2 separate regions of the Mus musculus genome follow, and region 2 is linked to region 1. Evidence: chromatin contacts called from public Hi-C data. All regions are on one chromosome and are shown on one strand. Each heading gives the region's core, a stretch centred on a gene start, on an enhancer-like site or on the middle of the called end of the contact. The rest is flanking DNA. Distances are from core to core; before and after follow the strand shown.

Evidence for each region. Hi-C and Micro-C count contacts between places; a contact is called where the count stands out from the background.
Region 2: a Hi-C map of the HPC-7 cell line shows a contact between it and region 1, with 2.9 times the contacts expected there. The contact joins two enhancer-like sites. A contact is called at or near these places in 2 of 484 Hi-C or Micro-C datasets (the HPC-7 cell line and cerebellar granule neurons).

The regions. Positions count from the first base shown.
Region 1 is chr16:57,899,149-57,904,518 of GRCm38.p6, reverse strand. No RefSeq gene overlaps it. Among named protein-coding and RNA genes, the nearest start is that of Gm24039, 18 kb to the right of the region's middle. Within about 2 kb of position 2,193, at least 25 of the 459 cell types and tissues checked have an H3K27ac peak or open chromatin away from gene starts, as enhancers often do. A contact at or near this core is called in the HPC-7 cell line, where this site is marked.
Region 2 is chr16:58,154,115-58,160,157 of GRCm38.p6, reverse strand. No RefSeq gene overlaps it. Among named protein-coding and RNA genes, the nearest start is that of Gm41463, 8.5 kb to the right of the region's middle. Within about 2 kb of position 4,412, at least 2 of the 459 cell types and tissues checked have an H3K27ac peak or open chromatin away from gene starts, as enhancers often do. A contact at or near this core is called in the HPC-7 cell line, where this site is marked.

The DNA.
Region 1 (5,370 bases), core at 944-3,443:
GCAGGCAAAACAGCCATCCATGTAAAATAAAATAAAAATACATTTTGTTAAAATACCAAAGATGTAAAAGACCAGCTTTAGATTAATCAGGGCTTAAAACACAAAATAAAAGAAATCAAGGGTAGCTAGCAAGGTAGCTCAGGGAAAAGACACTGCCAAACCTGATGACTTGTGTCTGGCCGCAGGGATGGAAGAGCGCCTTCTCCCTCAAGCTGTCCTCTGACCTTCATTCTCCTGGAGTAAATGGAATGTTTTTAAGGTATAGAGATACGGTTCATCTCTCACGTGGCTCAACCTGAGCTGATCTTGACTGTAACTGGTAACTGTTAATCTGTGGAAAACAAGACACACACCCAGAAACTTGAACATACTGAGGTGTTCAAGGGTTCTTTATGGATTTCAAACACAGGTTCCTAAGAGTGGAGACTCTAGTCACCAAACTCTCAGGAAGCACAGACAGACAGACAGACAGACAGACAGACAGACACACACACACACACACACACACACACACACACACACACACCCCAAGTCGATGCTCCACAAGTCGTCTGATGAGTTACAATGGCAACACATTGCTGACCTTGGTATGTTATGCAACCACCTGGAACTGAGACCTGGGGCACTGAGGTTCATGGCTCAATAGCTGTTTCTTAATACATCAGCTTTGTTAAATAGGGGAGATATTGCATGAACAAAAGTAGGAAAATCTTCATTAAAATAAAGCTATTTCTTTTTTCATTCTTGAACTCCTGGAACCTACACTTCACTATGCTGTGCTGAGCCAACAGGCAAAACAACAGCCCACATTTCACAGACTGACTTGAATTTGAGACAGGATGGTAGAGTCTATGGACAATTCGGAAGCCCTTCCCAGCAGCAGTATCCTGACATTTCTCTCTAATCCCTTTCATCCCTGTCTAATCCACGAAAGGGCTTCTGCTTGAATACTGGACATCCAAACTCTTTGCAAACTTCAAAGGACTGAAGACTTCTTAGCTTCTTAGAGCAGAGCCAAACCAGCCAGGTGAAGAACATTCTCTTTTCAGGACACTTTCCTTCACAAACCCTGACAACAATGGTTAATAGACCACCAAAAAACTCCCTGACCTTCAAGCTTCCCTTTGAAAGAAAATATCACATACTTGGAAAATAAAGTCTCAGGTTCTGAAACAATTTTGTTTAAGAAAATAACAATTTTTTTGTTTGTCTTTACGTAAATAGTATTGTGACTAATTAAGGGGGAAATTAGCTGCCAGGTTACATGAAAAGACAAGACCTGTTTCCATGACATCTTTGCATTCATGGGAAGCTAGCTGATGGTCCGCTGCCTGTGTGGTGTGCAGCTCAGCTTTGCCGACTGGGACTCATTAGCCAGGGTTACAAAAATGTATCCAATGCTTTTTCCAGATATTCCACCGCAAACCAAGTACCACAGTGTCTGACCCCTGCCTTGAAGGCCTGGGTCTGAGCCCTCACACTGCTCCCTCCAGCTCAGCCTACAGCATGGGATTTTCATTAGATAGGTTTCCTTACACCAAGCTAATCCTGCAGAGTATAAATGGTCCTCTTTGGAGAGGTGGACAGGGAGGTGAACACACTAATAAATGGCTGCTCTTTAACCATTTCCATGATTTTTAATGTTTCATAAATAACTTCTTGTTCTACTCTTGTTTTTCCTAAGGATAAGTCAGCACGTATTCCAAAGGGTTTGGGGAACTAGCTAAACACTGGCAATACTTGTTTCTTAATGGGCGTTTGTTCCTGTTTTGTGACTTAGGAAGCTTATTCAAAGCAATGCTAAGCAGAAGTGCTCATGCCCAGTGAGGCCCAGGATAATGAGAAGTGAGGGACAGACACTGAGGCTGAGTGAAAACAAACGTCATGTACAGCCCAAGGATATATCTAAATTTCACAATTCTGGAAGCAGAATGCAGGCATCTAAGAGCCAACTGTGCAAACAAGGCACCCTGGCACTGTCCTTCCAGACCCTCTGTTTGTCAGGCAAGAGTGGATGTGGCCATCTCTGGTTTTTCTTTTCTGTTAAGATCTACAGGAGTCCCTTGCCTCGAGTTTACTTGTCAGATCAAACAGTCCTTTTGGAAGAACTGAGAGCACGGCTGATGGTACAGATGTACTTCCAGTAAGTCCTACCCAGCCCTCCTCCATCCCCTGTGAATCCTTTCAGTGCAAATGGGAAGTATAACTGATCATTCAAAGGGGAAGAAGCTGGGAGGAGAGGGGAGGAGAGGGGAGGAGAGGGGAGGAGAGGGGAGGAGAGGGGAGGAGAGGGGAGGAGAGGGGAGGAGAGGGGAGGAGAGGGGAGGAGAGGGGAGGAGAGGGGAGGAGAGGGGAGGAGAGGGGAGGAGAGGGGAGGAGAGGGGAGGAGAGGGGAGGAGAGGGGAGGAGAGGGGAGAAGAGGGGAGGAGAGGGGAGGGAGAGGGAGGAGAGGGGAGGAGAGGGGAGGAGAGGGGAGGAGAGGGGAGGAGAGGGGAGGAGAGGAAGAGTGAACTAAGTCTCTAATGACTTAGCTCTTGTGTACCCTAGAGGCATGGGTGGTAAGACTTTAGAGGAGTCATATGCACCTGATTTTTAGCCACTTCAATTCAAAGTGAAATTTGTGGGACAGAAATAGTCTCCTTTGATGATATCCCAAGATGGAAAGGCCCATATATGGGACCAAGTCCCATGTTTGACTCCATGAAAAGTGATAAGTCCTTGCCTAAGAGGCACTACTGCATGAGAGTAATCTCAAGGACAGATTAACTGAGGACCTAGAAGCTTCTCCAAGGAGTTAGGTTAGAGGAGGGGAACTAAACCACTGAGCTGGGCAGCCCTAATCCTCTCTCTAGCTGAGCCTCTCTTCAAACACCCCCATCTTCCCTTAGTAATGAGACCCCCTCCCAGATTTAGAGGTTCTAAGATTTTGTGGTGAATTTTCTGATTGACAATCCAAGGGCGGCCTTTTGCAGAGAACCCTGAACTCCCTCAATAGCAATGTTTTAAGGACAAATGAAGGAAAACAACCTTGAAAATAGCTGGGTTTTGCTTTTTAAAACAAAGCTTCAGCCTGAAGTGCAACTATATTTTAATATCTAAATACATGAAATAGATAATCAAAAGTCCTTATTACTAGGCTGCCAGAAACCTTGAAGTAACTCAAATACTGAATGACCTTTAGAGGAAAACCCAAGGGCCGCTTAAATATGCCTCATTTTTCTGAACCGCAGCATAGCTGATGGCTGATGTATCCTCCAAACTGCATATTTATACTCCTGTCTGCTAGTTGAATAGGTGGCTGGGTTCTTGTTTTGTTTTGCTTTATCCAAGTGGAATGCATTTCTCTAGGAGCACATCGTATCTTAGACCTGGGTCTGGAGGGAGGCCAAGGAATGTAAGATCAGAGAGTGCCTGAAGTTACCAGATAATGGCCAGCAGGCAATGAAGCTTTTGTCTCTGCAAAATAAAGAATTGGACTCGATGAGCTCTAAGAGTCTTCCAGCTTGAACATTCCATATGCACCAACAAACAAGAAAAATCTGATCCCGACTGGGTGGTTTTTAAAACCTCACAAATCTCTAAAGCATCAGGAAAGTGTGGTCGTACCAGACATATTTCACTTATGTGCATTTCATCATTGCTGAGCACTTTCCAAGTGCAAACATGGGGCTGGTGTTCAAGGACATGGGAAAAGTAGTCATGGAAAAAAAATCTGGCCATTGGGTTACACTAAATGTATGGCAGAAACGGTCACGATGTGAGCTGTTCTCTTCTCGACAGGTAACTGCAAGTCTGCAATTTCAATGTGTTGGAAAGCTACATGGGGGGAGAGAAGGCATTGGGAGCCGACTGGTGAAAGAGAGGAGAATTATCAGACTGCACAATGGAGTGAATGCTCATGTCCTGACCCCAGATTCATACACTGAAATTCTCTCTGCCAGGATGATGGAATTAGGAGGGAAGGCCTTTTAAGGTTTAGTTAAGCTGTACAGATAAAGACTTTATGAATGGGGCTGGTTCTCCTCCCCAAAAGAGATCTCACTCTGGTGTGAAGCAGGCCCTCACCACATATCAGATCTGTTTGATCTTTGTTTATATTGTTGTTGGTTTGTTTTACATGGATACATATGTGTGTAGTATGTCTGTGTGTGTCTCTGTGTTTATGCTTATGAATGGTCACATCTACCTATTGTATATACTATAGCTTCCCCTTGATCTAGTCATTTAGATTGAATTATAGCCTTTTGAGCTTGGTTTATCTCACTAACATAATACATATGAAGCTCATTTATCCTTTCTCATGTATCAGTAGCTTTCTCTTTTACAGAGCTGTGCATTGTTCTAGTATTCAGTTATTCTACACTTGATAGACACTTGTACGGCTTCTTGTTGCAATTTCAAAAATTCTTAGAGTGGATGCTAGATTTAGAGGCTAAGAAACTGCCAAATTGTTTTCCAAAATGGCTGATCCCTTCAGTAATCCCACGATCAATATTATGAAAATCTTCTCCATATTTGGTGGAACCCATTTTCTACCCTAGGCATGGCATCTATGTCTGCTTTGGTGACTTCACATGAACCTCTCTTGCCTTCCATAATGGTTGGTGATGCTGGTGATGCTGAATGTCATGTTGCATGCTCATTATCAGATTTCATTGGTGAATGCTGAATGTCATGCTGCATGCTCATTATCAGATTTCATTGAAGTGTTAGGGTCTTTTACCTATTTCAAAAACCAGATTTCCTATTAAATATTGCCTTTTTTATTCTTCTGTCTTCTGAATCTAATTCTCTTATAATATGCTTGATGTTGAAATATTTTTTTCACAGATGGTCTTTCTCCTTTCGTAACAGTGAATGCCAGAGCTGTAGGACCCCTGTAAAGTCAACCACTGAAGAAAGACAATAGAAAACACAGTCGGTGAAAGTCCATACTCCTTATTTGATCTCCTTGTATATTGCTGAGCTCGTTCCCAGAAATGAATACTGTACTAAAGACATTAGTAAGAAGTGAATAAATACTAAAGGAAGGCTTTCTGACCACTGACCATGCTCTACGGCTAACCAGGGGGAAGCCTCCCTCTTCCTCCTGTGGCTGAAACATAAATGTAAGGTAGGTCAGCGAGGAAATGGGAAAACATAGGATAGCTGAATGTTCACAGAGGCCTCTATTCTATGTCTTTCCTGTACATGGAGAAGACTTGGAAATAGCATCCCTAAAAGGATAAAAGTATACAGCTGTGCTTGCCAGAACTGGTCAATACTCTGAGGAGAGTCGACAGTTCTATTCGGAATTATCATGAAATCACTAACAGATGATATAAGGTGGATATCTTTTCCCTGGTTTCATAGACCTAGAAAATGTAGGAG
Region 2 (6,043 bases), core at 3,163-5,662, 250 kb before region 1:
AGCCATTAAAAATCTAGGCTAGAAAAAAAACTTCCTTTATTTCCCATATGCTGGGGGACTTTCTTTCCTCATTGTAGTCTTTTTTACTTAGCGTGGACTTTGAGGTCCCAACTTTAACATTAGTGACCTTATCTCCAGTCAGTGTTTTTTTCTTATGTATAGTCATTATTTTAATTAATTCTTAGAGAATTCCATAAAATGTATCTTGATCATGTTCACTCCTCAGTTCTCCCTAAATTCACCCTTGTTCAAAAGGTAGACAGGAACAGGAATCCGTTTGCCCAAGAAATAAGGTCAAGAGTTGACAATTGTGAGCTCATAAAACTTAGCTTCAGTATAGCACAGGAAACAATCAGTTGAGTGCAGAGGAAGCCCACAGAGTGGCCTTTTCCACTCTACTTGTAATGGAAGTCTGATTTCCAGAATATACAAGGAACTAAAAAGAAAAAAGAAAAAAAAAAGTCAAGAAAATAAACAACACCATTAAAATGGCTTATCTATATGAACAGAGTTCTCAAAAGGAGAAATAAAAGTGGCTAAGAAATATCTCAACAACAAGTGTTCAACATTGGTAGCAATTAGTTCAATGTCATTCTCTGCTCTTGGGTCAGGGTGTAACATCTCCAGGCCTAGATGCAGCCTCAGCTCAGAAGCTACCTGCTGCTCCATCTTTGTTCCCTGATGTGTCTGGTTTTCTGATTCATTTAAATAATGAATCAATTGTAAGACTCATTCATGTTTTTGGTTCTTATATGGTTGAAGAAATAAGTTTGCCTCAACATCATTCAGTTGGAATTTAGTTTTGTGTGTATTCTGAGAAGTGCCTATATCTACTTCTTTCCTGTTTACCCATTCTGCCAGTCTCACTCTATGTTATTTTAGGTTTTCTTACCCGAAACTATCTTTTCTTAATATTCATCAGTGTGATTTTTCTCTCTGTAAATCACATTGACTTTGGCTCATATGACTCAAATACTTAAAATGGAGAATATACTTTATTCTCCTTTGAATATTCTGTTCATATCAGGTATGGTATAAACTTAGTGTTAGTACTTTTGTTACCTTATATTATTGTTATTTACTTCATTTAAAATTGTTTCGTCAATTGAAATACAGTTTAATGAAAAATATATCTAAAATATAACTATTGCCATTGAAGTTTAATTCAGTTCCCCGATGATGAAACAATATTTCTAAATTAATTTTTCTTTTTAAAACAAATGTCCATAATGACATTATAAAGGATTGAAAGAATAGTCTCAAAATTGCAAGATTTATGTATCAATATTAATTTGAAGGTATTTTTAAATTCTCACTTTAAAGAAACTAAAATTATAAATTTTAGATATAATGCAGGAATAATATCACTTGGTAAAAATGTATATGTAAGTTGAAAAACCAGGAGAATGCTGCTTGACTCTCCCAATTTACTTGGAATCATCTTTGATTATGTTACCATGTTTTTATCACATGACACCCCCCAAAAACCCTTGGGAAGCTGACTGAATAAAGACCATGTTGGGAGACATACCAAAGGTGGGCAACATGCTTACAAAGGTGGTGGGACCAGCAGCAGCCTGCCCCTAGCACTAGCATGTTCAAAGGTTCCCCTTACAAGAAAGTAATTGAAAAAACATAGAGCACACAAAAATCAGCCAAACACTCAAGATTGTCAATAAGCGGCTTTGACAAGTGAGAGAGAGAGAAGCTAGACAAACATGGGACAACTGGAAACGAGGGAGGGATGGGAAGGCTGGAGTCACCAGCCCTGGAGATGAACCTTCCCCAGGGCTTTTCTTTCTCATCTCCCACTCTTGTTACCTTGAAACCACAGTACCACTTGCCCTAGTCTCTGTGAACCCCTTTAGAGACCATGCTTTGTCATCTCAAATCTGCTCCTCACATGAAATCTAAACATATGTGCTTCTTTGCATGTAGAAAGAGTCAGATAAATATAAATAGAAATTGTACTGATTTACAATTGTACTCTTTTTTTTTTAACAGCTAGCAGTCTTGAAGGCAGGGAACATATATCTTCTGCATTTTGGCATACTAATAATTGGGCAACAGAATAAAAACATCTTTGCTGAGTTTATCTACACCAATATGCTCATTTAGAACTGTATCTTAGCAGAAGAATGCCCCAAAGTATATCTATTATCTTTGCATGGGGTGTCCTATGAATTGAAGGCTGTGAATCATTAGCTTGAGACTTAGGAAATCTAGATCACAGTCAAGACAAAGAGATGATGGTTTGGGAAAATCATCTAAACCCTTTCAACCTTGGTTTCCTTCTTTGAGGGGCTCAGGTGGCCTGTGTTCGAGGAGACTGTGTAACACCACAGACTCAGTTATTACGTGGGTTTATTTGTTGGTATAGCAATATCCAACTATACCTGGTTGTTGTTACAGTCATCAAGGAGGGATTTAATGACATCCAACCAAAGGGGTTATGTGGCACTTCAGAATGACTTCCAGTGCTTTTAGTCCTGTGTAACTTTTGTTTGCCATTTCCATTCATGCTTGATTTAAATTTGAACCTGATGGCAGGTTCATGTATCTTACTCAACTAAAGGTCTCCATATTCCTAAAACAACAATTAACAAAGCCTAGTTTTAATTTATTGTCTCAAGTTCACTATTAAGTACAAAGAATGAGCAAAATATTTTATTCTCAAGCTTGGATAATACAAAGTTGTTCTCAGCCTTAAAAACTAAAAAGAGATAAGTTGAGGCACTTTGTATAAAATTGCACTTGGACTGGGTGAAGGCATGAGCTGGGCCAGTCCAGCCACATTCCTCTGTCTCTCCTGACTGAGCTCCTAGGTTGTCCTCTAGGCAGCAACAAACCTATGTGTGCTCTTTCCTCCCATCCTTGTACTCTCGAAGTCTTTTCCCTGGGCTCTACCCAAACAATCAGAGTTAACAAAGAAGAAAACATCTGCTAAGGTCAGGATCTATTGTACACTTAGACCTGGTTTCAGTAATAGTGAATACCTGGAATCGTGGAGTTTTTCCATTGGCTTTATAATCTTTTTTTTTTAAAATAAATTATTCTATTGTTTCTTTGATATTTCAATTAATAAATTTTGATGATATTAATTCTCCTCTCTGAAACTCTCTCCTTATCCAATCTCCCATTCCTTTTTTTTTTCCTTTTTTAACTTTTTTTTTTTTTTTTCGAGACAGGGTTTCTCTGTGTAGCCCTGGCTGTCCTGGAACTCACTCTGTAGACCAGGCTGGCCTTGAACTCAGAAATCTGCCTGCCTTTGCCTTCCAAGTGCTAGGATTAAAGGTATGTGCCACCACTGCCCAGCAACTTTTTTTTTAAAAAGACTTATTTATTATTATATGTAAGTACATTATAGCTGTTTTCAGACACACTAGAAGAGAGTGGCAGATCTCATTACGGATGACTGTGAGCCATCATGTGGTTGCTAGAATTTGAACTCAGGACCTTCAGAAGAGCAGTCAGTGCTCTTAACTGCTGAGCCATTTCACCAGCTCTTCCTTTTTAACTTTCAAGTCCAATTAGTACTGCCTATCTACGCTTGGGTAAGTCGCTATCTACTAGAGTGTGGTCCACATACCAGGGGTCACACCCCTATCAAAAACTGACTCTCCTGCTCTGAGTAGCCATTAATTGTCAATAGCTCCTAAGATAGGGGTGGGATTTCACATCCCCTTCCTCTCTTCATGTTCTTGTTTTATCAGACTTGAGCATGTGGAAGTCATGTGTAAATGTTTTACCTCTGTGAATTCATATGTGGAACTGTCTTGTGTCTGGAAAATACAATTATAGTCACCCACCACCTCTGACTCGTACAGTCTTTCTGTATCCTCTTTCACAGTTAGCCTGAGTCTCAGGAGGATGGAGTATGATTCAGATGTCTCATTTAGGGCTGAGCAGCAGTATCCTACTATATATGAGTGAAGCACAAGAAGCAGGCTAATTCTCTATGCAAAACACACACACACACACACACACACACACACACACACACACACATTCTCTCTCTTTCCTTCCCTCAATTCCTCCTTCCTTCTCCCTTCTCCCTCTCTATATGTTCCTTCCCAGGCTCTCTGTGTATGTGTGTGTGTGTGTGTGTGTGTGTGTGTGTGTGTGTGTGTGTGTGTATGTGTGTGTATGTGTGTGTATGTGTCTGTGTGTGTGTGTGTGTGTGTGTGTGTGTGTGTGTGTGTGTATGCACGTGTGCGCTTGCGCATGTGAGCATGTGTGTGCATTGCATTGCTTTGGAAGAGAAATTCCAGCTACAAATTGTGTTTTTCTTCTAGCTCATCTGTAAGATAACCCATGAATGTAACTGTTCTCTAAAGTGGTTTCATCTGCCCTATTTGGGGGACACTGCTGGCCAGTAGGTGTCAGGGATGATTTTCCTTATTGCTGACAGCTCTTTATTGACTCAGCCAGCAATAGCTAGGTTGAAAAACATTGTTTATGCAAGGTCCACATGTGTGCTGCTATCTCATTAGGCGCAGATGTCTGTATTCTAGATACAATCTTTACACCAGCGCCCAAACCAACATTATGTTAAGGGACTGAATTCCACAAAATCCAGTCCTCATTATCTGAACTCGTTTGGGGGAGCAATGCCTCTTGTTCCTCTCCCAGCCTCTAGCCCTTTAAGTCACTAAGGGAGCAGTTTAAAAACAGTGAAATACACAGCAGGAAGGTATTTGCAACTGTAAGACTCTGGCCTTTACCAAGACTCAGGAGGTTGATCAGAATTCTGTCATGAGAATCTGTGCCTGTAGCCGAGTCAAAACAAAATATTTCTGATGATTTTGCCGGGGGAAAAATACAGAGAATTAACAGTGAGAATGATTAGTGGGGTGAGGACTAGGTTAGCTAAGTAAAGGTCACCAGATGGATTGCTGTTGTTTTATTGTTGTTGTTGTTGTTATAATAATAATAATTATTAAAATGACTCCTAGAGAAAATGTGAGCTAATTCCCTAACTGATTGTTAATTACCAGCAGAATTTGATTTAGAGTGACCAGGCAGAGGTTCTGTTGACCTCAAACCTGTTCTGCCTCAAGCAGAAAAACTAATTTAAATGAGGTTAGCAAGTAAGCTGGTACTAAGGATAGCAGGTTTAGTTAGATTTCAGGAAGACATGCTTGACTCTAGAGATGACTGGTGCTAATTCAGGGCAGCAAAGAAGGGATGGTAGGAAACCCAGCCCTGAAGTACATTCACCTAGCACTGCATTGGGTTTATAAGTCAATACGTGCTGATGGCAGAGTCAGGACAGAAATCATTTTTGTGCTGCTCTAGCTTACTATACACTTTTATTTATGAATTCCTGGTGAAATAATTTTGCCTCAATGATTTAAATAGAAAATGAAATGGTGAACGATTGCAATATTCTGTGTAAAATAAAGCTTTTAATATAATAGGAATCACTATAATATTTTGAAAAGGAAATATGTATAATTGGACCTGGGAGATGGCTCAGCAGGTAAAGGGACTTGTTTCCAAGCCTTGTAAAACTGAGTTCAATCCTTGTGGATAGACACAACAGAAGGAGAGAATAGATTCCTATAAGATGCCATCTGGTCTTCACATGTGGGCCCTGGCACAGGTACCCCAAAATGAATGAATAAATGAATGAATGAATGACATAATAAAATTGTACATTTCCTACTGGACTGCTTTTATGTTGGTATATTAAAATTTTTTAAAATCCCTGTTCTTTATAGATGGCAGTTTTACTAGCCTGGCAGGAGAGCAGGCATTTTAAAGAAAAAGTGGTACCCCTTTCTTTTGCTACCAGACTATTGAAATGAAGGATCCAGGAAAATTAAAATTTCACAAGACATAAAAGACTGGAACCCTGCTGCCAGTCAGAGGAGGGAATTGCCTCCCAGGAAGAGATTTCACACACTTCTGACATCTTATGGTATTTCCTTGCAGTGCACGATGGAGCCGGCCACTGTGATTCTAGTACTGTGCACTACATAATGCAGATCATTTAGGATTATGTTGTATTTCTATCAATTTGAATCTATTTTTAACCATT